Regions from separate parts of the Gossypium hirsutum genome. Here regions 1, 2 and 4 are each linked to region 3. A link is a contact called in public Hi-C data. All regions are on one chromosome and are shown on one strand. Each heading gives the region's core, a stretch centred on a gene start, on an enhancer-like site or on the middle of the called end of the contact. The rest is flanking DNA. Distances are from core to core; before and after follow the strand shown.

Region 1 (7,002 bases), core at 4,375-6,874, 330 kb after region 3:
TAGACTCAAAGGATTGTAGGATTGCCATCGAGTCAAGCTGCATTAAGGTATCTTGTGGAGCTCTCGTTCTGATGAGAGGTTGAAAGATTGACAATCTTTATGTTCTGTAGAGTTCAATGATGATCGGTAAAGTAGTAATTTCTTCATTTGTTAAGGAGTCGAATTCGACTCATTTGAAGCATAGGTAACTTGGTCATATAAGCGAAAAAAAAGGTATGATTGTTTTGAATAAAAGCGGTTCTCTTCCGGGTGCAGAAGTTGGTAAGACAGAGTACTGCATTTGTAGGAAGCAGACACGAGTCAGCTTTGATTTGGCAGTTCAAAAAACTAAAATTTTTCCAATTTCAAAGTGCAAGTATTGCTTGGACTTGGTTAAGCATCCTGCAAAGTCAAGTTAGGCCCTTGACGGGGCTTGGCAAAGAAGGCTTATGAAAATACAAGTCAATGTAGAGATTTGTGGGGTATGCCTTGCATTTTCGGGTAAACCATAGATGAAATAGAATTGATGTCATGAGGAGGAGGAGGATGTGATAAATGACGTCCTGACGAGGCGATAACCATGTCACAACGTAGTGACGTGTATTCAACTTAAACCAAGTTTCTTCTCCCAATTAAACTCTATTATCTTTTCCCAATTAAATTTTGATTAGTCTAGGAATATTTTAGTCATATTAGAACTTTAATATTAGCTTATTTAAAAGGTCTTTGTAACCCTGTTTAGAGAGTTAACAAAATATCTCTTATATGAGATTTGATGAAGAGTTCTAGGGAGAGTCTTTGAGAGAGCTTTGTATTCGGGTTTTGGGTTTTGCTCATTTAGGTTATTTTTTCCATCTTGTACTTTTCATTTATTTTCTCATTAAGTGAAGTCTCCTTTACCTGTAGTTTTTATCCTCTTCGGAGGATTTTTCCACGTAAATATTTATGTTTTCGATCGTCTTTACTTTTATATTTCATTGTTTATACAGGTTGATCCCCAACAAAGTGTTTAAGTTCACTTAAACATGCTACCTTTAAGAGTCCATAAACTAGTACCATTAGTTTTTTATCTCTTAATTTTCTTACTTTAAATTTTTTTCATAATAATAATAATAAAATCTAATTTTCTTATGACATTTTATATATGATTTATATTTTTTTGGTCCATCATAATAATACTAATGCACTAAACCCCATTGGAACTTCATAGTTAAGTGACTACTATATAGAGGTTGATGTTATATACTTATAACAATAATTTATATTTAAATTATATTTATTTTTTAATTTCCAATTAAAATTTTAACCTATCTATTTTATATTTAAGGGATTTATTGAGTTGGCGCTAACCTTCAATCGAATCCTAAATCAATTAAGCAATTATTGAAAACTCTTTATTTTATAAAATAATAAGCATTACTGTAAGGTTATTTTTATTATTTCAAATCATGTGAATATTGGATCTGGTACCCTAAGTGTAGTATATTCGTTTTGTATACTTTTATTTTCAAACAAATTGGTTTAATAATGACATCCATTAATTACATTAATACCTTTTGTATATTGTCCTTAATGTTTTTGCATGCAAAGCAAAATGGAAGCAAAGTTTGTCTCACCGGTTATCTAATGTTTAACTAATACTAAGCAATATTACCTGATTGGATCATAATAGAAAAAAACAACTTGTATTAGTAGATGAACCTAAAAATGTCCTTAGTCAAATTGGAAACAAGCAAATTGGTTGAAAGACTAATATGTCCTTTATCAAGTCCAATCGAGGAGATGTTTTGTCTTGAGCATTGGAGCGGATGACTCCTAGAAGATAAAAATATAGATGTGATTGACTAGACTGACAGTACATCGGACAAGATCCATGTAGAATAAATCCTATATTCGTTTATGGATTTATTCACTTGTGACGTTTGCATACTTAATCTTGAGTAGATGATGGACTATGTATATGTGACTCATATACTTTGATGTAAGTAAAAGCTCGATTTCAAATAGAAAATAACTGAAAGCTAGTGTGTTGGGTATACGAGTTCTATAGTGTGTAGCATCATTCATAATAGTGGAATTCATAGCCCAACTGACGGGTAAATGATATCCTCTCATCGACATTACATGATAGATGAAAATTAAATGTGGTCACGAGTCGTTTGTCTTTGTGATAAATGACTTAATTACTATTTGATAGTAATTGATTTTTCATGAAGGAAGATTTACCATGAGATAAAATAGGATCATATTGGAATAGCAGATTTATTCCAAAGAGATTAAGGATATTATATGAGGGTAACACGCTTATGAAATAAGGTCATTGGACAAGCATTAATTAAATAGCTTTTGTAATGGTATATAATTAGGGAGAGCTCACAATACTATAGTGGAATGACTTCGTGGCTAATAAGTTTATGATTAATAGGAGAAAAGCCGAAACTTAATTATAAATTATTTGAGTCATAATTACATATGTTCAATCGGTCCCTCCGCTAGCTCATTGAAATTAGAAATGAATTCTATGTAGAACCAAATTAACAAAAATGATGAAGTTAGAGAAATGAGTCACATTCACAAATGAATGTGTTTTCTCACTAAGTATAAAAATAACTTGAGAATTAATTCAAGGTTTTTGAATTATTATTTAATTAATTATAATTAAATAATTGAAATTCAAATATGAAATAAAGTAATTAGTCATTATGAATTCATTGAATATGAAAATTAAATATATTTTATCAAAGATTCTTTTACGGTAAAGTCATCATGACTTTAAATGAATTAGAATTGGGTTGAGAATATTATTTAATTAAAAAATTGATTTAGTTAATTTAATTAATTAATATTTATTTAGGAATAGACAACAAATATTGAGTTGAATTCAATTATAAAGTGTTGCGTTAAAAGACTAAGAAACACATATAATTGGATCAAATACATGGGAGACCCAATTCCCCTCATTTTACATGTAAGCGGTTCATATATTGTTATTATGCCAGAAAATAATGAAAATTATTTCCTAGGAATGATAATTTCTATCGGTTTCTATTGAGAGAATTACTTTTGTATTGAAAGTAATAAATCATTATTTGTTATGTGTTTGGTTCTTGTTCTTCGAGCCCACACTCGATGCAATTCGGGGTACGAGAATAGCGAAGAAGGTCATTTAGTTGAAAGCCAAAAATGTTTCGGATTCGTCTCGCACAAAACACATGTATTTTTCAAGAGAAGGTTTATTGCTTCACAAACCGACTCGATTTTCACTTAAACTTCCGCTGTAACTAAAAATCATTTTTAACTGGATTTTTCCAACAATGAAATCTTGGAAAATGCACTTGATAGGATTCAAACCTCAAACATCATAATTTTCAATGTCTTTACTATTTCAACTAAAGCTTCATTTGATTTTTAAATCATTTTTTATAAATATATTTGTTACATAAATTTTTTACTCACATCGTTGATATGCCATAATCTAGTTAATAATAATATGAATTTGTGAGATTTACATCACATCTTTAATAAACTTATCAATGTATTTCCATTTATTAAAAGCTATTTTCATTAATAAAATATGGTTAATAGTTATTTTAGGTAAAACTTAAATATTTTATTGATTTAATATCTTAATTACAACTTATTATTTTTATTTCATAAAGGAATAGAATTAATTTTACTAAAATTTGAAAGAGTATGTTGTTATAGAGAACTAATTTAGTAAAAAGTGTGTTTTAAAGTTTATAAATGTTGTTATAAGTGAAAAACTTTTATAGAGGGTAAAACTAAAATATAAAAAATTGGTTCTACAATAAATTTGAATGATATAGTAAAATGTTGTTATAGAGGTTGGTTTTTATAATAACGACTTATTGTGCCAGGATGAATGACCTCCTAGGAAATGGGAATATTTTTCATATTTTGTTATAATGAAATGTTGTTATAGGAAATGTTGATTGTACTAGAACAATCGACATTCTGAGAAATGGGAAGTCACCTTTATTTTTAATATTTTGTTACAGTAAAATTTTGTTATAAAGAGTGGTTGTTATAGAAAAGATGGATTGTATAGGATGAGTGACATCCCAAGATGTGGGAAGTCACCTTTATTTTTCATACTTTTGGTCCAAAAATCTTTGTTTGGAACTTAGGAGACTTATAGAAAGATATTCAATGATCTACACAATCCAATAGTTCGTGAGCTAGAATACATGTCACAGTTGAAGTTTTGGTTTGATCTAATAGTGGTTCGACAAATTGGATTTGTTTTCCTCTCGCACTTTAGTTTGAAGTTTCGTGTTGATTCTGAGAAATTCATGGCGATCTACTCCAACAAGAAAAGAGAGGAGGAAGAGGAGGAGGGGAGCACTTTGGTGTTGTCGACGGGTGGAAAAAAACCACCGGACACGATGGAAGTGTATAGCAACTAGTGCTTTTAATTACTTTTAGGTATAAATGCAAAATCCTTAAAATTGATGATTAATGATGCAATTCTTTCTTCCATCCATCTCTATTGTTCAAATATAAATTTAAGATCAATATCCCACATTTCTAAAAAAAAAAATTCAATATTCCACGTTCATTGATTAATGTGTTATTAATTTTTTTTATGAAAGTAAAATAATGAATTTTTTTATAATTTTCTTATTTAATGATTTTATATATGTTTATTTATTTATTTTTGGTATAAAAAGATTTGAAATAATGATTTTAAGGTCTTTTAACTCTCTTACTAAAGCGTCACATCTCATCATATCATCGGTCAATACGCTACGAATGATTAGATATAAATTAATAAGTGAAATACAACTTTAAGTGCCAAAAGTGGACATTTTAAAAACATAGATACTACATTAGAACAAACCCTAAAATACAAGCGTTATTCATGTCATTTTCCCTTCTACAAAGGCATTCTTCTCAATCTAGGTGAGTTATTAAATGTTCTTAGCATAATAGTAATAATAATATGATGGAAAGCTACAATGATGATATCCATCAAGCGAAAAACAAAAATTACGCTATTGATTATCTTTTACTTTCGAAATGAAGATTATAAATAAAAACACAAGTAGAAAAAAGAAAAATTAAAATTTACTTTATTCATCATAAAGAGAAAACAAAAAATAATAATAATAATCATATAACGGAAAAGTCCTACAACTGAATAATGAGATTTTAAGAAAATTTTTTAGAATTTTTAATATTTTTTGCATAATTGAAATTAAAAATTTTATAATTTTAAAAAATAAATTATGAATTTTAAACTCTATTTAGATTTTTTTTTGCATTTATCATTAAAAAATTTTCTAAAAGTACCAATTTGGTATTTTAGTTATAGTTAAGTGACCAAAACAAAAACTTACTAATAATTGTGTGATTAAGGGTGTAGTTTACCTAAATATATTTGAGGAATAGTGGCTTAATGACTCAGGTTGATGTCTTTTAACAAGTTAACAAAAGGTAACTTAAATAACTAAATTTGAATAATTAAGCAACCAAATTGAAACTTTTGATAATTAAGTAATTATGAGTATCATTTATCCAGAATAAAAAGCTAGGCCCGGAAGCATTAAAAATATCCTCATTTGAACTTGAGCCCAGCCCGCCAGATCTTGTATAAACAGAATCACATCACATGGGCCTAAATGATCTCAAATTTTGAAACAATTTGAAAGGCAAAAGAGAGGAGAGGGAGGCGGGATACACCACTTTTCAATTCAACATAAGCAAACGGTTAACTTTTCTTTCTTCCTCTCAGACGAAAAACTAGTCAAGAAAGATCCATCAAAATGGCATCTCTCAAGCTCAAGGTATTTTCCCCCCTTCTTTATCATTAAGAATAATGCTTCTTAATTTATAACGAAAATTGTGCTGTTTCTCATTATCTTTTTAATAATTATTTTTTCCCCTTTAAATTTGAGTTAGGGTTTCAGTTTTTATTTATTTATCAGTATATTCTCTCATTTTTTCCAGGGGAAAACAGGAGATCAACTTAACTCCAGTCGTTGTAATTCTATCTATTCCTATTTTCTATATTCAGTAATTATATATGTATATATATATATATTCTTTTAGATTCATTATATTCTTTTCTTCTTTGTGTAAAAGGTTTGAAAATTTATTTCCAAAATGAAAATCCCAAAAATGAAGCATCTACCATGTAAGTTTGCCCTTCCTTCGATTAGAGCATCGTCTGAATTTTTTTTTAAATGAAGAATAATTTGATTGTTTGACGAACTGGTTTTCTTTTACATTTTCTTTTCTAGGACGAAACCAGGAGTAGGTAGCAAAGCAGCCGTTTTAACTACTGCAATCGATTCAAAGGTTATTACCTTTTTTTTATTGATTCTCATAATAAAGCATTTTTTATTTATTTATATTCATGTTTAACTTCCAAATGTAATTTAAAGGGGTCTCTGAAGAACATGACCAAGATTAAAGGCAAGCGCGATAGTTCTGGTAAGCTTCATCTGCATCTGCAACAAATTTGTCATAATGAGTATCTCCATTCTATGCCATTGAGAACTTTTTTTTTACAGTTCTTTATATGCTCACTTTTCAGAAAATAAAATAGTTCAAAGAAAGGCACTGTCAGATCTTAGCAACCTTACTTCTTTTGTTTCTTCCACGAAAGTTTATGATGGCTCTAAATCAATGTGAGTGCCACAGTTATAATGCTTTTGAATTGTTAGCTCTTTCTGGAATTGGCTTACCTAGTTGTCATTGCTGCCCTTTTTGTAACGCAGGAAGAATGAGAGAACTGCCTTGTTGGAACGGTATGAAATCTAATTGTTGTCATTGTGTCTTCTTTGGCTGTGGATATGATGCATCGCCAAGATTTGAGGACACAATAGACCCTTATCAATTTCGCCCATTGGTTTTTTTGTTTTTTTTTTTGGGGGGGGGGAATTATGAATAAATTTATGGAAATTTTGTTCAGTGTCAATCTTTCTTCTTCTTTGTCTTTCTTCTTTATCCTTTTTTTTTAAAGAAAAATTTCTAATTTATGGTCTAGACATGTTTCAA
Region 2 (6,659 bases), core at 1,446-3,945, 500 kb before region 3:
ACACATCTTTAATAAAACATTGCAAAGGGATTATAAGCCAGAAGGGCAGTCGGCCAGTTTGGTCATAACAAGACAATAGCTATGGTAAATGAGTAGCTCAACCAGCCTAATTTGAAGAAAGATGATATAAAATCATCTTTTTCTTGTTATTGTCAACTGCCAAAGGAGAGAGAATTAGCACTTTGTATGCCTTTACCAACTGAACTTGACAAACGTAATATAACTTTAGTATAATTTTTAGTAATAGGCTCGCCAAGCACTTTGGAGTTTTTGAGGCTATAACTCTTTCTTGCAAACAGATTTTAAAGAGTGCACTCTTTATTCCATGTTCATGCTGCCTAAAATTATAATTTCTTAAGTAATTATATCAATGAGCTAATCTCAAAGAAAGTTCTGAAGGATCCTTAATATGAAGCTTAGTTTCTCTTAGGCTGGCTAGTGTGAAACTAAATAGTACCTTGCCATTTGAAAATTGCACAATCCGCTGAGATGTTGGTAGAAATTGGGAAATCTGAGCCCTTTGTGAATGACATCTTTCACCTGAATCTCCATTCAAAAGTGTGCTAGTATGATCTCCACCCCCTTCAGTATCCTTTACAGAACAAAGTATTCTTCCTACATATGTATAATTAGTGAAATAATTAGAAATTACTGAAATTTACAGAAGCTAGTAGATGAAAAGGATTTAACCAAAGGAATCTTGAACACATCTCAAGAAAATTTTTATTACCAACAATATCCGTGCTGGAGACACCTTCAGTGCGTTTAATCTGCTTGTAGCGGCCGGCTTTCTTTGCCAAGGCATAAGCATCAGATCCATCAGGGAGAAGGCAAGGATCATCACCGTGTATTATATAGTCAATCTTATGCTCATTGAACAGACTGTTCATGAATTGCTCAGTAATTGCATAGGGGGCATTTGCTATTACTTGATCCACCCACTTTAATCCACTAACAAGTGCCAGCCTGGAGAGAACTTCAATGAGATCCATGGAACCACACAATACAGTAATTACAAAAATCTTACCAACAGTAGCGAGTTGACAAACAAACCATCAAGGGAAAGACTGGCATGCAGATTAATCAAGTTGAAAGTTGAGAACTTTATTGCATAGGAGATATTAATTTCAATACAGCTTAATAAGTTAGAAGCAAAGATAATACCTAAGGTATACAGCCTTCTTGCCTACATGCTCTTGAAAAAGAAATTGTTGCACCAGATAACTAGCCTCTGCAATTCATGTTGTTCATTAACTGATTTTACATGCATGTGAAGGTTCCATTGTAAAACAGCTAATCTGTTACAATTTATTAGGCTTCTTGATTCTCATACTTCAGAGTTGGATATATATAGACTTGCATGCATGCATGCACACACGCACGCACACACGTACATATATAATCTTTTTCCTCACTGTTTTCTTTCAACAAATTTATTTTTTCACATATGAGGATATCACAGTATTTTGAGCTGTGCTAGTTTTCAAAACCTTCATTAATAAGCCAAGGCATTGTGAATGCTTTCCATGTGATTAGAGTTAATGAAGATTCAAAACAGAGCAGTGTTTATATGTGCAAAACACAAGGATAAGGCAAAAATGAACTACAGATAATGAAATAAAATATCGAACGAAAAACAGAGTCACATTAGTACCTCTCTTCCATAGGCAGAACAGGAGGACCTTTATTGGCAATAATCTCCTCATCACTTACAACCCCAACCACCAATTCATCTCCCAAAGCCTTAGCTTGCCTCAACGCATTGGCATGGCCATAATGCATGAGATCAAAGCACCCATCCATGTAAACTCGAATGCGCTTCTTCTCACACTTCTTCTTGTGGAAGATCCCTGAATCTGACCAAACATATGACAATGGGAACAGTCCAATTCCACCGAAATAAGTGGTAGACAAACCAAGCAAGGCAGCCGTTAGCATTAGGCCACCAAAGAGACGTGGGCAGTAATACACCCCGTCCCAAATCCAATTGTTACTCTCGTATTCCATTGCTATCCTCTCTTCGAACCGCAATAACAGGAGACACAGAACCTAAAACATGGCAATACCAAATAATAATAATTTTATTAATAATGATAAGAAGAAGAATGTAAGATTTGCAATAAAGGAAAATTTCAGAGACCTTTCAGGCTAACTTTACACGAAAGTTTATGTATAAATAAAAGGCAATTAATATAATTTCACTTTTCTAATTTGGGCAGAAAGGAGGGCCTTTATTGGCAACGATTGAAAGAGAATCTGAAACTTGTAAAACATACAAATTAATAAATGTGTTATGGGTTGTATATAAATACATGCAAAAATGAAATTCAGAAGTATGAAAAAGCTTAATTAAAACTGGATTTGTTAAGAAAGTGTTAAATCTGAATCTTACGCAAAATCAAGAAGCCAGATCATATGAATTTTAGTTAAAAATGGGCAAATCTAATTAAGTTTGAGGACTGCAAATTCTAACGAAAGGAAACGGAAAAGCGTGAGAATTGGAATATGTGAAGATGGTAGATCGAATCTTTACCTTTCTTTGCTGTAGTTTTTCTTTAATTCTGGGTTCGTGTCTCCTCCTTTTCTTTTTTTCTTTTTCTTTTTTTTTTTTGTTTTTCCTTCTCTCGTTTCTCTCACACGGGATTTGTGAGTGGCAGCTGGCCCAGTATGTATTGCATTTCGTCTAATTAAATTAAACAAGTTGCAAACAATATCGTTTTCTCACAAATATCCTTCCAATTGTTTGTTTTCTTTCCCAAAGCAGTCGGGTCGGGTTTAATTTCCATACATCAATATCACATGTATATATACAACAAAATAAACTTTTCTTTTAAAAAAAAATACAAGTCTTTGTTGGCATAATTAAAATATTTAGAATCATATTATATATATATTACACCATATCATGTATCTTTTATATATTTTTTATAGGAAATTTTTTATTTAAAAATGGTATACTTGCTTTCTTGAATTACCTTTTTTAAAAGTTTTATTTAAAAATAATAATTCACTATTTTAATTTACATTATACATTATTTTTATTTAATATTTCTCTAAGAACAAAATAATACATTTCCCTTGATAAATAAATATTTTTAAGATTTATATATTTAATTAATTAAAATGCTTCTATATTTATAAAATACTTTTAAGTATAAATATACTCATGATTGTTAAATCTACTTTTAATATATAATATTATTTTTTATTTTAAAACAACATTAAACTAATATATTTATGTAATTGTGTTATAAATAAACACTGTTGTTAAATTATATTATATATATGATTTGATGTACTCCATCCAAATTATTTGCACATATTTTAATATTTTTTATTACAACTTTATATTAATTTCTAAACCAAATTTTTTATATTTAGTTATTAATTCTTTCATATATTGCTTCATTAAAAAATTTAATTAATAGTATGTAAATGTTGGTAATATATATGACTTCGAAACCGTTTTTAATATCAAAATATCATCACATATTTTATCTTTTCTATGTTTTGGGCATATATTATACTGTGCAATTTTTTTATCACATGCGTTAGGAGTGAAGTTAGAAATTTTTTTAAGAAGATAGAATTAATTTGTATATTTTATGAGAGTCAAAATGCAATTTCACAATTGTAATAACTTATATCTTTATAATTTTTAAATAATTAAATTATAATTTTATTATTTTAGGGGTCAAATTATAATTTTACTGTTTACTCAATTAAAATCTTGTAAAACTTAAAGAGTCAATATTGCAATTTTACATTTTAGGGGTAGTGCCTTTGTCAACCTCCTAGCTCCGTCCCTAATGTGCATTGTACTGGTGAGAAAACCAGTATATTTAATATAATAAGGACCAAAATCATGTAATGATGACAAGTGCGGATTTCTCTTTTTTTTAATGTAATTTCTATATTTTTTTTTCTTTTTTATTTAATTGTTCATTATTTATTAGATTAGATTTTTCAAAATTTTCATTTATCTATTAATTGTATCTATATGGTAATAATAAATTTCAAAAACTCATTTTATCTCTTTAGAGAAATAGAAGTGTCATAAATTCTATATTGACCAGATAACACTTTAATAGTTAACACTTACTGTTACACTTGATATTTCCTTAAGTCTGAAATTTAGGAATAATTGGGGGTTAAATTGAAAGAATTCGTAAGTTGACAGGTTTTACTAAAAAATCAAGAAAAATTTAGTGGTTGATTTGGACATAGTTGATTCCCAATTCTGGTTCAATTGGATTAAGACCAACTAGTTTCTTAGTGGGAGACAAAATGGTTATCGATGGGTAATTTTTATAGGGTTGATAATCGTGTGTAAAAGGCTATAAATAGTTGAGAAATGAATTCTCAGGGTGAAATCTTCTCAATTTTGTTTAATTTTATTCTCTTTTTCATCTTTTTCTTTGGTTGCTCCAAAGAAGTGATAATTCCGAGAAGCTCTGCATGGAGCGGTGATCATGAGGTTTTAGTCGAAAAAGTAAAAAATCTAGTGAACTGGTAAAGTCCTAAGTCCTTTAGTGTTCGTAAAATTGAGAAATGAAGTTAAGAATTCCTTGAACCTTTGAGGGGTTTTGCATGTTTTTGAAAACTGAGTTTTTAAGTGGGAATGTTAAGTTTAATTTATGGCTTTGATTATTATGCTTAGCTGCTAGGAGAATGGGAGCTCCGGCATTCGGAAAAGCTAAGCTGATGAAGCAAATAAGCATTAGGTGAGTTTATATACTCCATACATGGATGTGCTTTGAATGTTATATGATTGATATGATCTTTGCTATTTGAGAATTATATGTATACATAAGGATGACTAGGTATATGAATGTCCGCAAGTGTGTTGGTATGCATGAAATGGTTGTGGTACTACATATAAACCTAGTGTATACCGCGTTATTTTGTTTATGTGATGATACGCATGTGTCTGCTTGTTTATGAATTGTGAAGTATGGAGGGAAATTAATGGCGGGATAGATGGAGCAGGATTTGGCGTATGAAGAAATAGGAGGATGGACAGGGAAATGAAATTTTTGGTAGATTCCGCAATTCGATGTTACAGGTTGTAAACCGTGATGTACAAAGCTCTGGGTATTGCGGAAGGGACACTATGGTATTCGAGCATCAAGGTTAAATGTGAGATAGAATGATATTGACTAGCTCACTAGAGCGATACCATGATGATTGCCTGTTGACTCTACAGAGAAATATCGCAACGATAGTAAGGTCCTTTAGGACGACACCGTAGAAACAATTATTAAGTCCTTTGGGGCGACACCTTAAAAAGGTTAAGGTGTAAAATCATAGCTCGACTATGGCAACCAATAGAGTTCGCCAGGACAGTAAACATGGGATAGTTTGCTAGGACATTAAACATGAGGATTACAGGTGTAAGACCATAACTTGACTATGGCAACCAATAGAGTCTGTCAGGACATTAAACATGTGATAGTCCACCGGAGCAATAAACACGGGGTAGTCCACCAGGACAGTGAACATGGGATAGTCTGTCGGGACAATAAAAATGGGGTAGTCCGCTAGGACGGTGATTATGGAAAAATCACACAAGCGAGGAAATTGCAAGTGTTAACAAGCGATAGCTAGCTAGCGGGATTGAGGAATCAGTCAAATAATGCAAAAATATTAGAAATGTGAAATGTCTACCAAAACGACAAGCAAGAAAGCTGGTAGGGAATATGGTTGTAACCCAGCTAGAACCAATTATGGGAATGTCGTACTAATAATGCCTTGTATATAGGCAAACAAGAGAGGATTTATCTATAGATCGTAGGTAAGGTTTTGCCACTGAGAAACTCTGGATGTTAGAGGAAGGTTTTAGAAGAGTAACGAGAGATTCACTCCCAGTATAAGGCTTCATTGAAACCGTAGCTTATACGATGATGCATAAATGTATATACCCAGACAATCTAATCGGTAAAGAGGGGTTAGTTGGAACCTAAGGATAGAAAAATGTACTAATAGGATTATTTAAGTGGTATATGTCTATCAAAACTATTCCTCTTTGAGGGGAAACTATTGTGTGTATATTCGCCATAGAGTTAATCCCGTAGAGAACCAATATACAAGAAGAGGATTCGTAAACTTGAATGGTCGCTCAGATAACAATCTGTTGGATACTGTAGGCTAAAACAGTCTAATACAGATAAACTTGTTATACCTTAAAGGCAAGGTATCTCAAATAGGGCAGATCACAAGTAAGTAATCTATCCAACTTTTTAGTCGAGTACAGGGTGAAATGAGATTAAGTCTACCAGAGTGGCGCGGGTCCTCATTAGTTAACTTGACTGATGGGATGTTAGCAAGTCATTCATGACTATAGTAAAAAAAAAGAGTCCACTAAGGACTAGTCAGATTTGGAATGTACATCAAGAAAGAAATAGCCAAAGGGTCTTTAGGATGGAAGTTTAAAAGGACAACCTTAAGTATATGGCGAAAGAAAAAATGTAGATGAAGAAAGGATAGAGTCCGCAGTTACTACGAGACATCTGAAAAATCACCAAAACTAGTCAGATGACTATAGGATCGACCAAGGGAAGATCACTTATCAATCTATCTACCAATAGACGAACTTGAAAAATGAATTGGAGTCCACTATCCCAAATTAAGAGAAATTGTCCCAAAATAATCTAGGAGTT
Region 3 (7,150 bases), core at 4,181-6,680:
TTTGTGATGTAATTGAATAAGTTTTAAGGGAGTTTCTTGAAAAGAAATGTGTACTTGTATGTTCAGAGAAGGGTATCTACCATGATAACCTATTAGTTTGGGATTTGGGCATGTTCATAGTTATGAATGAGATAAGTATCCATTAGTCTAAGTTTATATGTGCCATATAAGGTCGAATATGAGATATCTGGTATCAGTCATATCTGAACAGTATCATGTCTTTTTTTAAAATCTTACAAAATCTGAATCATCATATTTCTGAATATCCAGGGTTTTGTAATAAAATTGTGTGGAATTCATTTGGATAATCTGTATAATTCATTATCAGTGGAAGCTTGTAGGGTATCAAACAAGAATATGATTTGACTAGTAAACTAATTGTATTCAAATCTGCATGAGTATCCACCAATTTGTATGTATCAGCCAGTGAATAGTATTTGTGATCAATCATTCTGAAATCTATGTATGTATGAAGAGAAGATCTATATGTAACGGGTTTAAAAGAGATTAATGTAATGTCTAGAAGGATCTTAAGTTAGTCAGGTAGTTACAAGAGAATTGGTGCAATTAAGAATATAGTAGTTGGCGTGCAAGTGTAAGCATGAAACTATGATAGTATCCACCCAAACAGAAGTAAGTGGTTAAGAAGGGAAGCTAGCGTTCAAATGTTCTTCAAAAATTATAAAATAATCTGCCAAAGTGTTCTGTATTAACTCTCACTAAGTTCTCCTGAACTTATAGTTTTTGTTATTGTTTCAGGTGATGTAGTAAGAGAATGTGCTAGGAGGGACTATGTTAGGAGTACGTCAAGTTAGCGACGAAATGGATTATTATGCATACAGTGAAAAAATGGTGCATTGTAGGGTTATGCCCTAAGAGTCTGTCTTTAGTAAATTTATATGTTGTAATGTGTTGTATTAAGTGTGATGTAATAAATCAAATTCTAAATACTTTCTTTTTTTTTCTTTGAAATTAAGTATTTAAAAGAAATTATAAGAAAAAGTTTTAAGTAAAGAGTGTTTGTCTACTGTTTCAAATTTCGTTAAGTGTTATGTGAAGTAACACCCAAGATCTGAACCTGATGAATCGGGTCGGATTGAGGGCGTTACAAAATTCCATCCAAAAATTAGAACAGTCTCTTTTATTATTATTCAATCTTGAAAGTGGAGGATACATGCACTTAAGCACATTAAAATTCACATCCTTCAAATTAATGTAACAATAATAATATAAGCAAAAACTAGAACAACATCGAATAAACTTAAAACTAAGAAGGTAAAGTCTAATATATTATCTCACAGTATTATATAAAACTAAATTTATGGCAAACTTATAATATGAGTGAAAAAAATTATGTAACAAATATATTTATTAAAAAATCGCATAAGAATTAATTTATGCTTTGGCAACAAGAGTAAATTAATTGTTTGTCACACTTGAGTATAGATACTAAAAATAATTAAAATATAATAAAATAATATAATTATTACAGAAACTAGAAACTCTATCACATACATATGCAAGGATGGATCTAGGATTTTACTCTAAGAGGGGCAAAACTTTTAAATTCGAACGACCTTTTTTTTTAATGTAAAAAAGTGTCAATTCTTATTTGATACTTTTTTTTTCTTATCAAACAAATCAATTTAATTTTTTTTAAAACATGAACAATTTAATTGTAAAAAAATTAAAAGAAAAAAATCACACTATATAAGATTAAATATTTCTTTTCAATATGCAAAAAAAAAAAAGGTTGAGGAACCGATTGATCATTATTGCTTTCTGACACCCTTTTCTTGAAAAAAGATTCAATTTTTTTGTTGACCATAATTTAAAAAAAACCCTGAAGATTGTAATAATATATTAAACAACATAATATTAGGAAAAAAAACATAATAAGTCAATTAAATAAAGAACATAATTTATTTGAAAATATTTACCGAGAGGTGTTGGAAATCGGGTTTGGAAAACGCAGCGAAAAATAAATTTAGGGAAAAACAAGAGTTTTAAAAAATTTTCCGAAACAAGAACTTGGTTGTGATATCTAAAATAATAAACACTTAACCAAAATTGTACCTCTTTTATTTGTCTAGGATGGACGCTTCGACCGAGTACTATTCTCCACTATCCTCAAGCTCACATTTGCCGAGTGTGTGTTCGCTTCGAATCTGAAAATTTTTCATAAAAATTACTAATGGGGTGATTTCACAATTTATCTAAACTTTTGGGATAAGTTGTAAATAAGATAATATTTCTATAAATTTTTTGAAATAATTTCTTCAGAGAATTTTCTTTCTACAACTTTCTCTTGAAATCAAGTGTGTGTAAATAATGACCCAAAACTCTCTTTATATAGGGAGAGTTTAGAGAGTTCAACTATGATTAAACTTAATCACTTTAATATTAAATTAATAGAATATTTATTTACAAGATAAGCACTAAATTAAATTTAATATTAAGATAATCACTTTAATATTAAATTAATAAAATACTATTAAGATAAGTATTAAATTTAATTTAATATTAAATCTATTAAAATAATATTATTTTTGAAATAGTTAATCTAAAATTAAAGTCTAGTCGTTGATTGGACTGTTAGCCTGGTTTCACATACCAGGCCCGGTTCAACCAGTTTTTGGGTCTTGGTCTTGATTTTGGGCTCCCGAGCCAAATTTACGATCCCAGGTCTAATTTTTAAGTTCAATTACCCATTGGGCAAATTGTTAGACTTGAAAATTAATTTTCAAAAATATCATATTAATTTTAATTAATTTGATTAATGTAATTTTATGTGATTAAAATCAATTTTCTCAAAAATCACTTAGATTTTCCAAATTAATTTTTCAAGAAAATTGTCTAGTTGAACAATTATTACGATCGCCCAATTTAATTCTACATCGAATAAAACGACTCAATTAAATTATTTCCAAAGTCGTAGAATTTTCTTCTAATTCAAATGCAGTCCGATCGAGCTTTTGTTAAGCTAGTGGAGGGACTAATAGGACATATACAATTAGGCTCTAGTAATTGCAATTATGTCTTGAAGCATCATTCAAATAATTCGCATTACTTAATCATGGAGTCAGGCCACAAGAAGTACTATAATTGAAAACTCCTTATTGTATACTCTTTATGAAAGCAATTCATCCAACTACTTTGTCTAATGACCTTGTCATGTATGTGTTACCCTCATATGATATTCTTGATTCCTTTGAGTTAAATTCGTTCACTCAATACAATCCTATTTTATCTCATTGTCACAATTGTGTCTTCTTAATGATTAATATAATCACTGTCAACAAATGACTGTGATAAATTGCTCATTCGAGAACAAGCAACCCATGGTCATGTTTCATATTTATCAATCCATACAATGCCAATGAGAGGATATTGTTAACTCTTTAATTGAGTTATGAATTCCACCGTTGCTAGTAAAGCCGTGCTATACACAAGTCATACACCCAACATATCAGCTATCGGCTCGATCATCTTTAGAACATAATCCTCCACTTATATCAAAGCACATGAGTTACATACGTATGGTCGGTGGCTAACTCAGGATTTAGGTAAATCACACCATGAATGTCACAAGTGAATTAATTCACAAACGGATTAAAATTTAATTCATCCTGGATCCAGTCTAATGTATCATTCTACCAATGAATACATTTATGTCTCCACCCGTGGAATCAACTGCTCTGATAGCTAAGACTAGCCATCTCCTCAATTGAAATTGTAGATGACATAATAATCCTTCTCAATATTTGAATCAAATGCTCACTTTGATTCTTTTACTGAATTACAAACTCGTTTAGATTATCTATCGAAGTAAGTTGTCTTTCTCGTAATGTAAACATTCTTACAATGTCACTTATCATCAGTTTAATTTTAGACAATCAATGAACTAATATTTTATTGTTACAATTTCGCTATGCATACAAAATATGAAAGAAAGAAATACCAAATACAAAACAGTGAAATGTGAAATTTATTTATTCATCGTTCAAATACATAGAAAACAATTACATGTTTACTACATTATGAACACATTTCCTAATAAGAGTTCTTTTGTGTAAGGAGCCGAGAGGAAGATAATTTGTATATATTTTTTACTTTGTGCTCTCAGTCTCGACATCAAACTCTTTTCTTTTTCTCTTGACAGTGTCGACACCTTACCAGAGGAAGATAATTTCTTAGCAAGACATACAAATCGAAATGCAAAAAAGTCATTAACCTAATTTGTATGGGTATGGGCCAAATCAATTAATTCTGTAATTTGACTTTAAAGCCCATATTGAGCTTCTAAATTTAGTCTTTTAAGGCCCATCATACATTAATATTTAATTATTATTATTAAAGTTATATAATTAAAAACTGAAAAAATACTTTGTTAATATAAAATATAACCTTATGGTTTTAGGGGGCAAATGTTATACAATGTGGTATCAAATTAAAATACATGATAATTTATATGTAAAATTAAAAAATATGAAAATTCCAAGGGGGCGACTGCCCCCAAGATCCATCCTTGTACATATACATGTGAAAACCACGTATTTAGAATGCATACATGTGTTTAAAAATACCATACAATAAACAATAAAATGTATGATTTGAGACTAATTAAGAATAACACATGAAATATATACAATATTAAAATAAAAAATTAAATTAAATTGTAAGTAAAATAAAATTTATTTAAACACATGAATACATTATATAAAGATTAATAAATGAATACAATTATTTATCAATGTGTTGTCATCAATTCTAAGTTGGTGTCGAGTTAATTTGTGACATCATTTCAATCAACAATATTATTAATATAATATATACAATTGATTGAGGTAATAAAATATGCATAATAAAATTCAAATGAATGAAATTATTAAAAGAAAATTTTAGTTGAGTTGTAAATTTTAGGTTTTGCTAATCCAACTTACTTGAATTCAAATCCTTCGTATGTGTATTTTTATTAATTTTTTTAAAATTAAAAAAATTAAAAAATCCTCAAATAACATAAATTATTTTAAGTAAAAAAATATTAAAATAATTTTTCTTCGAATCCCTTTAGATTAGCGTTTTATTCTAGTGTGATATATTTAACTTTCTTTTTGTCTCACGATATAGTATTACTACAACATCTAATATTACTGCCATTACTATTTTTACATTAATCACAGATAAATGTACCGTCTATCTAAAAACACCTAAACTTGATTGATGGGTGATGTACCCAACTCGAAACTTATAAATAAATAGTATAGATATAAATATTTAAAATTTATATAACATGAATTATTTATATATGTTAACTTAAATGATAATATAAAATGAAAAAGACAGGTCAACATAATAGCTTATGCAGATATGGTGGCTGCTGTTAGTTTTATAGTATTAATAAATAGAATGGTTTTATTCAAATAAATAATTAAATAAATAAAATGGTTTTATGAGAGGGTTTTTCTTTTGGTTTTTTGTGCTTGCAGACAAGTAGAAAAGTAAAAAGGATGTTGTAATTTCCTATTAAATTTCTGTATTTTGTTTTTCAACCATTTATCAAGAAAAAGGGAGAGAGAGAGAGAGAGAAAGAAAATGGAAGCTAGAAATTTTGGTAAAAGATAAACACAACAACTCCTCCCCTTTCTCTCTCTTTCTTGCTTCTGCCAATAATTTTAGATCGAATCCCAAACGTAACTCTATTCTCTTTTGTGTTTTTTATTAGATTATTTTTTTGTTTCGTTTCTTAGAAGGAAAAAAAAAGTCATTTATAAAGTCAAGTGTTTGGGAACTTTGGGTTGTTTACGAAAAAGAACATGAGCAAAGAGATTGTAAAGGAAGAAGCGCCTTCGTCGTCCCCTGTTGTTTCGGGTAGCTTTGCTTCTCTGAGAAGCGTCCGATGGCGTATTAGTCTCAGTATTTTGCCTTCTTCTTCTTCAGTTGATGATCTTCGCAGGGTAACTGCTGATTCTCGCCGAAGGTGATTTTTTTTCCTTGATAAAAATTCTAGTATTTGATGTATTTTTGGTTTTCTTTCCTTGTAAAGATTACCAGATTTATTATTATTATTTAATTTCAAATCCGGAATTTTTTTTTAACCCCTATTTTGATTTTTTTGTACAACACTCGAGCTGATTCTAGGTTAAAATTTACCCCCCAAAAAGAGAGAAGACAACTGTCTTTCTTTTTTCCTATTCCTATAACTTCTTTTTCTTGTTCAAAGTAGTTCTAAATTTTGCTCATTAAATTGCAATTGAGTTGTTTTTTTTTTTCGTTTTTCATTTTTCTTGGAGTTAAAAACCAACAGTTATGGCCTCAAATCTCTGGTTTTATTGTAATTTAGATATGCTGGGTTGAGAAGGTGGCTGCTAGTGGATCCACATGTTCCAAAGGATGGAAGAAGTAAATCCCCTGATCTTGTCATGGACAATCCACTCTCTCAAAACCCAGGTAATTGCCAATGGTTCTTATTATTTTTCTTCATTATATTGGTTACCTATTTGTATTGTTGATTCATCAGTTTTTGTTTTAATAAGTAGTGCTATGTTTACCTCGCTATATTATCTTGATTCACGTTGAACTTATGTAGAAAGTGTTTATGGGTCCAATGTTCGTTTCAGTTCCACAAATAGGAGGCAAATCTCTTTGCCTCCTTTTCGACCCCATCCTGGTTGATTGGTTGGTTGGTTTTGAAGCCAGGATTTGGAACTCGTCTTTGTCAATGGAAAATGTTCCATTAAACTCTCCAATACGTTAGGAATATTCTTCTTTGAGAAACTTTATGTTGTTTCATCAAACAACATAATATACTCCCCTCTCTTTTAAAAATCTTCGTTGCTTGATCTTTACTGAAACGATATATAATTCTTGATGCAGACAGCACCTGGGGGCGATTCTTTCGGAATGCTGAGCTGGAAAAAATGGTTGACCACGATTTATCACGATTATATCCAGAACATGGAAGCTACTTCCAGACTCCTGGATGCCAGGGAATGCTGAGAAGAATATTGTTGTTGTGGTGCCTTAGACATCCAGAGTATGGTTATAGACAAGGTTTTCTCCTAAGCACTTTGCCAGCATATTTATTAGTTTCTGTTCCATCACATTTTAGAATTTGCAAGATTAAATCAGCAATGTGTTGCTGCCCTAA
Region 4 (7,252 bases), core at 1,840-4,339, 280 kb before region 3:
ACTCTAATAATCAAATGTTTAATTTTTTTTTGTTTGGGATCACCCGTATAAACAATGAGAAAGAAGGAATAGAGAAAATTGGGCATACAAATTTACGTGAAAAACTCTTAGGTAAGAGGATAAAAACTACGGGCAAAGAAGGCTTCAACTTTTTACTAGATGAGTAAACAAACGATAATACAATATGAAGAAAATAAACCTAAATGTATTATATGTAAAAACCCAAATCTCGAATGCGAAGCTCTAACCTAGGTACAAAGTTCTTTCTATAGCTATCACAAAACTCTCTCTAAAACTCATCTTGCGACTACATCTTGTCACCTCTTAATTGGTCTATCAAAAATAGATATACAATGACCCCTTTATATACACCAAGTTTAAGTTCTAATCATACTAAAATATCTCTAGTATAATTAGAGTTCAATTGGGAGGAGTCCTGCTAAGCTGTCAAAACGCGACTACTTAATTGGAGAAATGGTTGCGGTGTCATGAGTCTCCTTGCCATGACGTCGCCCTTGCTTTGTAATTGGTTGCATCTATCTTCAATAAGTGCCTGCCTACAAACCATCCAATAAATGGGAGGCACACTCCACATTTTTATACAATAACCTTAAAAAATAAATTTAACATATTTTGATAAATATACACAATCAACTATACATCGTACGGACCGAAAAACTAGTATAAACCTAAAATTACATAAAATGTATTAATCTAAAATATAAGACTATTATACCGAATTATGAAACTATATTCCTAATAAATCTTAACTCTAACATCAATTTTTATGTCATTAATATTTAAGTTGGCATTTTTAACTTACCTTTAAAAATTTATATTTTGAACATAATTACACAAGTTTAAGATGAGCAAAATCCAATAAGCACGTACCCAATTGGAGTATCACATGTTTTAAAGTGCCAATTTCTTCCCTTTTTGATTAGGTAACACAATTAAGAATTAATTCAATTCCAGTTCTTCAAGAACGTAATATTAGTAAAGAGTAAATGGACATAATTCATAATTTTCTAACACTTTCCACTTATTCTTCTTGTCACATCCCAATGTCATTTAGATTTCATTACAATTCCCTTTCCTCAATATATGTACATATACACAATTACACACATAATCATACTTATTCACCAATCCTAAGTAATATAGAATTTAGTATTAGAAGTAAAACTTAATCAATTCAGACTTAATTAACTATCTTCCTTAATAATTTGGGTATGAATTTTTGGCTTTTACCACCACCAATCTCCTCACTTGTACACTTTCCTTCAATTATGAACTATACTAATTCAACTGTATGGTGGATTCATTACAACACAGGTTAGAATTGATGAAAATATATCTTTTTTCCTCCTCCATGAATAGCTACAATTTCTCTAATTTTTTCCTCAGTTTTTCACCTTCTCTTTTTGTCAAACGTTAGCTGATTGCTTCAGCATCAATCTCTCCTTCATCCAGCCGTGAGTGCCTTGATTTGTGGGGTTGCTTGGCTTCCAAATCTTTGCCACCTAGCTTCACTATTCTCTTAATTTCCCTTACTTTTGAGACCTAGTTTTCAAGGTGTCATCAACCCTTATTTGATTAATGAGACTCACCACTAACACCAATTCTTTTGCCTACCCAATGGTAGGGTTAAATTGCAATTTAGTCCTATTTATTGAAGGTAGAATTTTCCTTTCTCTCTTTGTACGAAAACGAAGCAAAATGTTGGCAGCCTCACTCCCCTCCTCCAGCCTAATTAGCATGCTATGGTGGGATTTATTGGCATCATCACTGTCATTTGCCACCTATCACCAAAATTCTTTTAATTATTACACACTCTGACACCTAGACACAATCATTTACACCTTTTAATGGCATTTAACACACACTAAGTAGCTTAATTGCCACCAAGTCTTTTTAAGTCAATGGTGAAAATGCACTTTAGATCCCCATAATCTAAAATCGAGTATATTCTTCTAATGCATTTAATTGAATTTATGTCACCCATCAATTAAACTCTAACTTTTTAATAAATTTATCAAATATTCATTTATTTTACAAAACAACAAATATTATTTACATAATATTTAAATTATTTTACACTTTAATAAATCTAAAAAATTATAGGCATATGAAAAAGTTTGAGTCCAAAATACCTTAATAACCCAATCCTCCATTTTATCAATTCAACCGCATTTAATTTTTAATAAATTCATTTCACTTGTGGTGTGCCATACTAGAGTATGTGTAATTAAATCGTAGGAAGAGGGTGTTAACGTACCTGAGCCAAAATAGTGTTAGACTCTCCGGAATAAATGATACAGGATCTTTCCAGCCAGCTTCCTTCCACTCTGAAATCACAAACATCCTCTTTTGGGTTGGTTGCCAAGAACACATGCAATTTGGTCTTGAGTTGGATCATTGATGATCGCTTCACTGTGAATATCAGATCTTTTTCTTCCGTGCTTTCTCCCCTGAATACTTGCCATCTATCGTGGACAGTCATTATCTATTAACAAATCAAGGTAGCTAGATTTATATGTAGTATTGAAATAAAGCTATGTCTGAGAAACTTGAACAACAAAAACCAAACCTTGGGTCGAAGAGTGCAAACGGGATTTCCGGCAGCATCGGTTAAGAGGCGACGGTCATGGATGCTGAAAAATTTGCCTTTGATTTTGAACATGATGTTGCCATTGATGTCAGTGACAGCAAAGTTGCCCTCAGTGATGGTCAAAACCTTTCTGACGGTAGCCAGATCTACTGGTTGAGGATAGCAGTATTGAGGCCCAATCACGGAAAGAGGAGTAGCCAAAGGTGGGTAAGCACTTGGTGCAGCCGGGGGAGGATATGCTTGTTCGTGTTCCATCTAGCTACCACTGCAATCACCGATGAATGAAGATGAACTCTTCAATTGGTTTTGTATTTGGTTTAGATCTTGAATTTGTACCCACGAACTCAGTCAACTCAAGTCTCCTCTTGAAAATTCTAACGTACTAAGATTCCAAGATCATGACTTCTTGTGTCCACATGCTTAAAAAGAAAGGGACCAAAAAAAAAAAACAAAAAGGCCACCTACACCATTGCTTTTACAGCAACTTGGAGATCATGCATTCGAACTACTTTAAGAGTAGTTTTAAGATTTTTTTTGGACTGCTTCAACTTAATCATTTAATTATCTTAAATAATTAACATGCCCCTTTATTTTTTTTAATTTTAATTCATTTTATTTAATAATTTTAATTAATATTAATTTAAAATTTAATCTAAAAAAGGTGATATTTGAATTGTTGTTCAATTTTTTTTAGTTAGGTGTAATTTTCAACCTATCAAGAACAGAATCACCTTTATAAGATTTGAACCTACGACATTGGGTTTTGAATACCCACATTCTACCGAACTGAACTAAAAGTACTTTCTTATCATAATAAATAACACTGTAAAAAAGATGATTAAGTGTTAAAAAATAAGTATTGAATTTAAGTTATATTTTTTTGATATATTACTTAAAGTTAATTTTTGAATATAAATAGATTATTTGATAAATATAGATTTTAAATTGTAAAAAAATATATTCTATATTTTATCCTTAATTTTTATTCATTTTAACTTATTCTAAATAAAAAAAATTTAAATGTAAAATTTTTATAAGAAAATAAAATAATATTAAATTAATTGAAAATATTCTCTGATAAGCTTTTACTTATTATTTTCTACACTTTTGTTTTTAGAAAAAAATTATTAGATTGTTTTAATTTTGGATTATCAAACCTATGTAAAAAATTAGAAACTTTAAAATTTTAATTAAAAATTTTTTCAATAATTTATCAAAAGAAAGCGTAAGTTAAAATTCTAAATTAACAATAATTATTAAAAACTTTAAAAATTTTAAAATAAATAAAATATGAAAAACTAAAAAAAAAGAAGAAAATATTGTATTTATAAAATTGAATCAAAACATAATAAAAAAATTCAATTTTTAATAAAAATAGGAAAATAAAAAAATAAAATATATTGATTTTTTAACATAATTGAGTTTTCAATATGAAAGTCAATTTGACTAATTCTTAAATTTGATTTTTTTTCATTTTTTAACTAATTACATGTGATATTTTTTTCCTAAACTATATAGCATGCTTATCATATATATACATGAACATATTTTATAAATAATTTAAATATTATCATTTTATCACAGAAAAGCTTAAAATTAAGTATTCTGATTTAGCCAAAGTTTCATGATTTCATCCTATAAAAAATAAGGAAAATTACAATTATTTCCTCAAAGCATATTTGGGTCTTTTGGGTGAAATCCAAACATCTTGAATTTTGAGGATTTCCCTAAAACCACAAATACCTTGAAAAAACACTGAAGGGATCTGTTGTCGAACTTCTATCTTCATCACAAACCTCCACTACGGCCATGGTTGATGTCATCGGGTAGCCGCTGAACCACCGCCGACCGTCATTGTAGGCCATCGTTGACCACTGTCAAACCATTTTCAGCCACTTCATCGACCACTGGCAGCCTCTGTTGCCAAACCACCATCAGTCTTTTGCCAGTTGGCTAGGTCAGGTTTGCATGGTCTCGATTAGTCATAGATGGGTCTTGGTTCTTCGAGTTCCACTGGAAAAATTTTTTATACAAGACTTATGCCCTGTTTTTGGGTCACATGATTTATTCAAAAAATAAATTAATAAAACATACTTGGAAATAATAGTCCACAATCTAATTACATATCCCAACAATGATTAAAATAATAATTACAGCCACTTTAATTTCTAGGAATTACAACTTTGGAAAATTTACTTTATCATATAAATAATAAAATAATATAATACATTCATTCAATATATAATCCAAAACATACTAATAATTATAAGAATGTCACTGGTTCGCGATGAAATGTACAAGTGTACACAATTGTTATTAAGTAAAAAGTAAGTAAAAGAGTTATCGTCTCTATAAAGACTGTATTTAAATCGATAGTTGTAAAATTACTATTCACAAGTTGGTAAAGAAACACAATAATTTAGAGTGATAGATGTTAAATTAAATTAATTAACTAAATGCGATTTAACCTAAATGCAAATAAGATGAAATAAAATACAAGGTGATAATTTAGCAGCAATATCACAAGTTTAATAACAATAACATGAACAAGCTAGAATAATTACAAAATGACTCAACTCATTCTCATCATGTTTAACAATCTTCCGAAACAAAATTCATGGCAACTCGATCATTCATTAACTTGAAATCTAATATAAGTTCTTTCGAAGTCTTATACTTAGAAAAACATCTATATTTCTATGTCCATATTTAACTAAGGAATCCTTATAATTTATGTGAGGTAATAGGGACTGATCAGGTTTGAAACAATTTAATCACACAAACCTAAAGTTATGCAAGGTAATAGAGCTCTCTCGAGTTATTACGAACCTTTTATTTAATCGGATCATGATCTAAATTAAGCAAGCACCTTCCAATTATTGTGTCCATTACTTGTCATTTCATTAGGATTGATCAACTAATTCTAATGCATTCAAACATGTTTTAATGCATGAAATATATAAATGATTTTAATTGGAATGATGGAAATTTGAGGCACAGAACATCATAAACATGAATCAAATGAATTTTATCAAATTATTGCAATCATTCTAGCTAAAACAAAATTTAGTCATTATCGTTAATGGAAAAACAATTAAAAAATTTGCAAACATATTTGAATAACTAAGAACAAAAATAAAGAAAAAGGAAGAAGAAACTCTTGATGATTTCAGCGATTCTCCGAAGATTAATCGTGGTGGCTTCCTCTAATTCTCGTGATTGCTCCTTCGCAAACTACTCCTCAAGGTGGCTGACCAAGAGAGTTTTTCTCAAGAAAAATGCTAGCTAAATGGAAGTGGAGAAATAGATGCTTTTGGCGTGGAAGGAAAAAGAGAAAGATGAGAAATGAATGGTTTTGACAACCCAACTAGCTAGCAGACTAGCCCTTCTCAGCAACAAACTTTTAGCTGGGTTTAATCAATATTTTATTAGTAAAATTTGTTCTTTTTGATGCCTACATGAAGTGGATTTTAACTCATGTCCATGTGTGTTTTTATTGGCTGTCACGTTTATCAACTCAATGGTCCAACTGCAACAAATTGAGCAAAAATTAACATGTAACATAAAATAGTAAAATTATGTAGAATTAATACTTAATTTCATAAAATTACACACTTTACTAAAATAATGACCAATTTCTTAATATGAACTAAAATGACTCATTTAGTTGTCCATATACTCGAAATTTGCATAGATTATAACTAAAAAAGTGCTAAAAAGACTATATAATTTAGACGTATCACACCCCCAAATTTAATCCATTACTCGTCCTGAGTAATGTTTCATGCAAAGCAAAAATTAAGGCAATCTTGCACAATATTTACAAAGAATCAACTTTTCACATAATCATGCAACAACAAATTTATGCTCACAATCTCTTCTTGCTAATAAATTGCTCACATGTAGATATTATTTCAAATCTTATGATAAGTAAAATAAAATTCTATCATTAGTCATAATTTGCATGCATTCCAAAGTCATATATAAAATTTACCATTCCACAAATATTCGTTATCTAGTTAGACCAAACAATCTTAAGGTTTAATTATTGGTCTTCATATGTTGCACTTAGTAATTTCTCTCCACTAATGTAGTCGATATAATTATCAAAATCAATACGTCTTTTATATGGTTGTAATGGGGCTAGGCTCAAGGTAAGGATAAAGAGAAGTGATTTTTAGGCTAAATCATCGTAACCCTAACTTCGTCTTGGATTTTTTTGGGGTACAGTCTTCCTACTAATGGGTCTTAACACCTCCAAACTTAATTTGAAACTTATGCTCAACAATACATCCCAATACTTGAGTACAGATTTTTTTTCCTTTTTTTTATCTTTTTTCGAAGCATGTACATCTTTTCAAATTTCCCCCCGAATTTTACTCACCAAGACAACTATAGTTAAGAGTGGTGCCAGATAGGGTAAAAATTTAAAATATGATAACTTGGTGGCTTATTATGTAGGTAAATAACATAAAATAGGCTATATGGCTCAAACTAAGTTTTCAAGGGTTAAATTCATAGGGTAAGCTTGAAAGGCTAAAACGATCCAAAGAAAATATGCCTAAATCATGTTTAGATTCTTATGACTCTTAGGATTTCACCTCAAGAAAGTTACTAAGACAATCCTAAAAACATAAACCT

What was found. A called contact is a pair of places that touch in the nucleus more often than the background predicts.
Region 1: a contact with region 3 is called in a Hi-C map of leaf, with 6 times the contacts expected there. The contact joins the promoter of LOC107914022 here to the promoter of LOC107914001 in region 3. A contact is called at or near these places in 7 of 34 Hi-C or Micro-C datasets (hypocotyl, leaf and petal).
Region 2: a Hi-C map of leaf shows a contact between it and region 3, with 2.7 times the contacts expected there. The contact joins the promoter of LOC107924437 here to the promoter of LOC107914001 in region 3. A contact is called at or near these places in 2 of 34 Hi-C or Micro-C datasets (both in leaf).
Region 4: a Hi-C map of leaf shows a contact between it and region 3, with 2.3 times the contacts expected there. The contact joins the promoter of LOC107913958 here to the promoter of LOC107914001 in region 3. A contact is called at or near these places in 3 of 34 Hi-C or Micro-C datasets (callus, hypocotyl and leaf).

What each region holds. Positions count from the first base shown.
Region 1 is chrD08:15,192,063-15,199,064 of Gossypium_hirsutum_v2.1, reverse strand. LOC107914022 (putative cyclin-B3-1) reads left to right here and starts at 5,624. Exons shown (of 23, transcript XM_016842737.2): 1 at 5,624-5,786; 2 at 5,950-5,980; 3 at 6,085-6,136; 4 at 6,243-6,300; 5 at 6,387-6,435; 6 at 6,539-6,632; 7 at 6,723-6,752. The coding sequence starts at 5,766.
Region 2 is chrD08:16,018,959-16,025,617 of Gossypium_hirsutum_v2.1, reverse strand. LOC107924437 (ethanolamine-phosphate cytidylyltransferase) reads right to left here and starts at 2,695. Exons shown (of 10, transcript XM_016854925.2): 1 at 2,534-2,695; 2 at 1,655-2,049; 3 at 731-966; 4 at 458-615. The coding sequence starts at 2,007.
Region 3 is chrD08:15,523,592-15,530,741 of Gossypium_hirsutum_v2.1, reverse strand. It overlaps LOC107914001, which reads left to right and starts at 5,430. Exons shown (of 5, transcript XM_016842703.2): 1 at 5,430-5,980; 2 at 6,344-6,450; 3 at 6,877-7,053. The coding sequence starts at 5,817.
Region 4 is chrD08:15,802,910-15,810,161 of Gossypium_hirsutum_v2.1, reverse strand. LOC107913958 (protein LURP-one-related 15) reads right to left here and starts at 3,089. Exons shown (of 3, transcript XM_016842662.2): 1 at 2,591-3,089; 2 at 2,279-2,506; 3 at 128-557. The coding sequence starts at 2,866. The coding sequence ends at 543.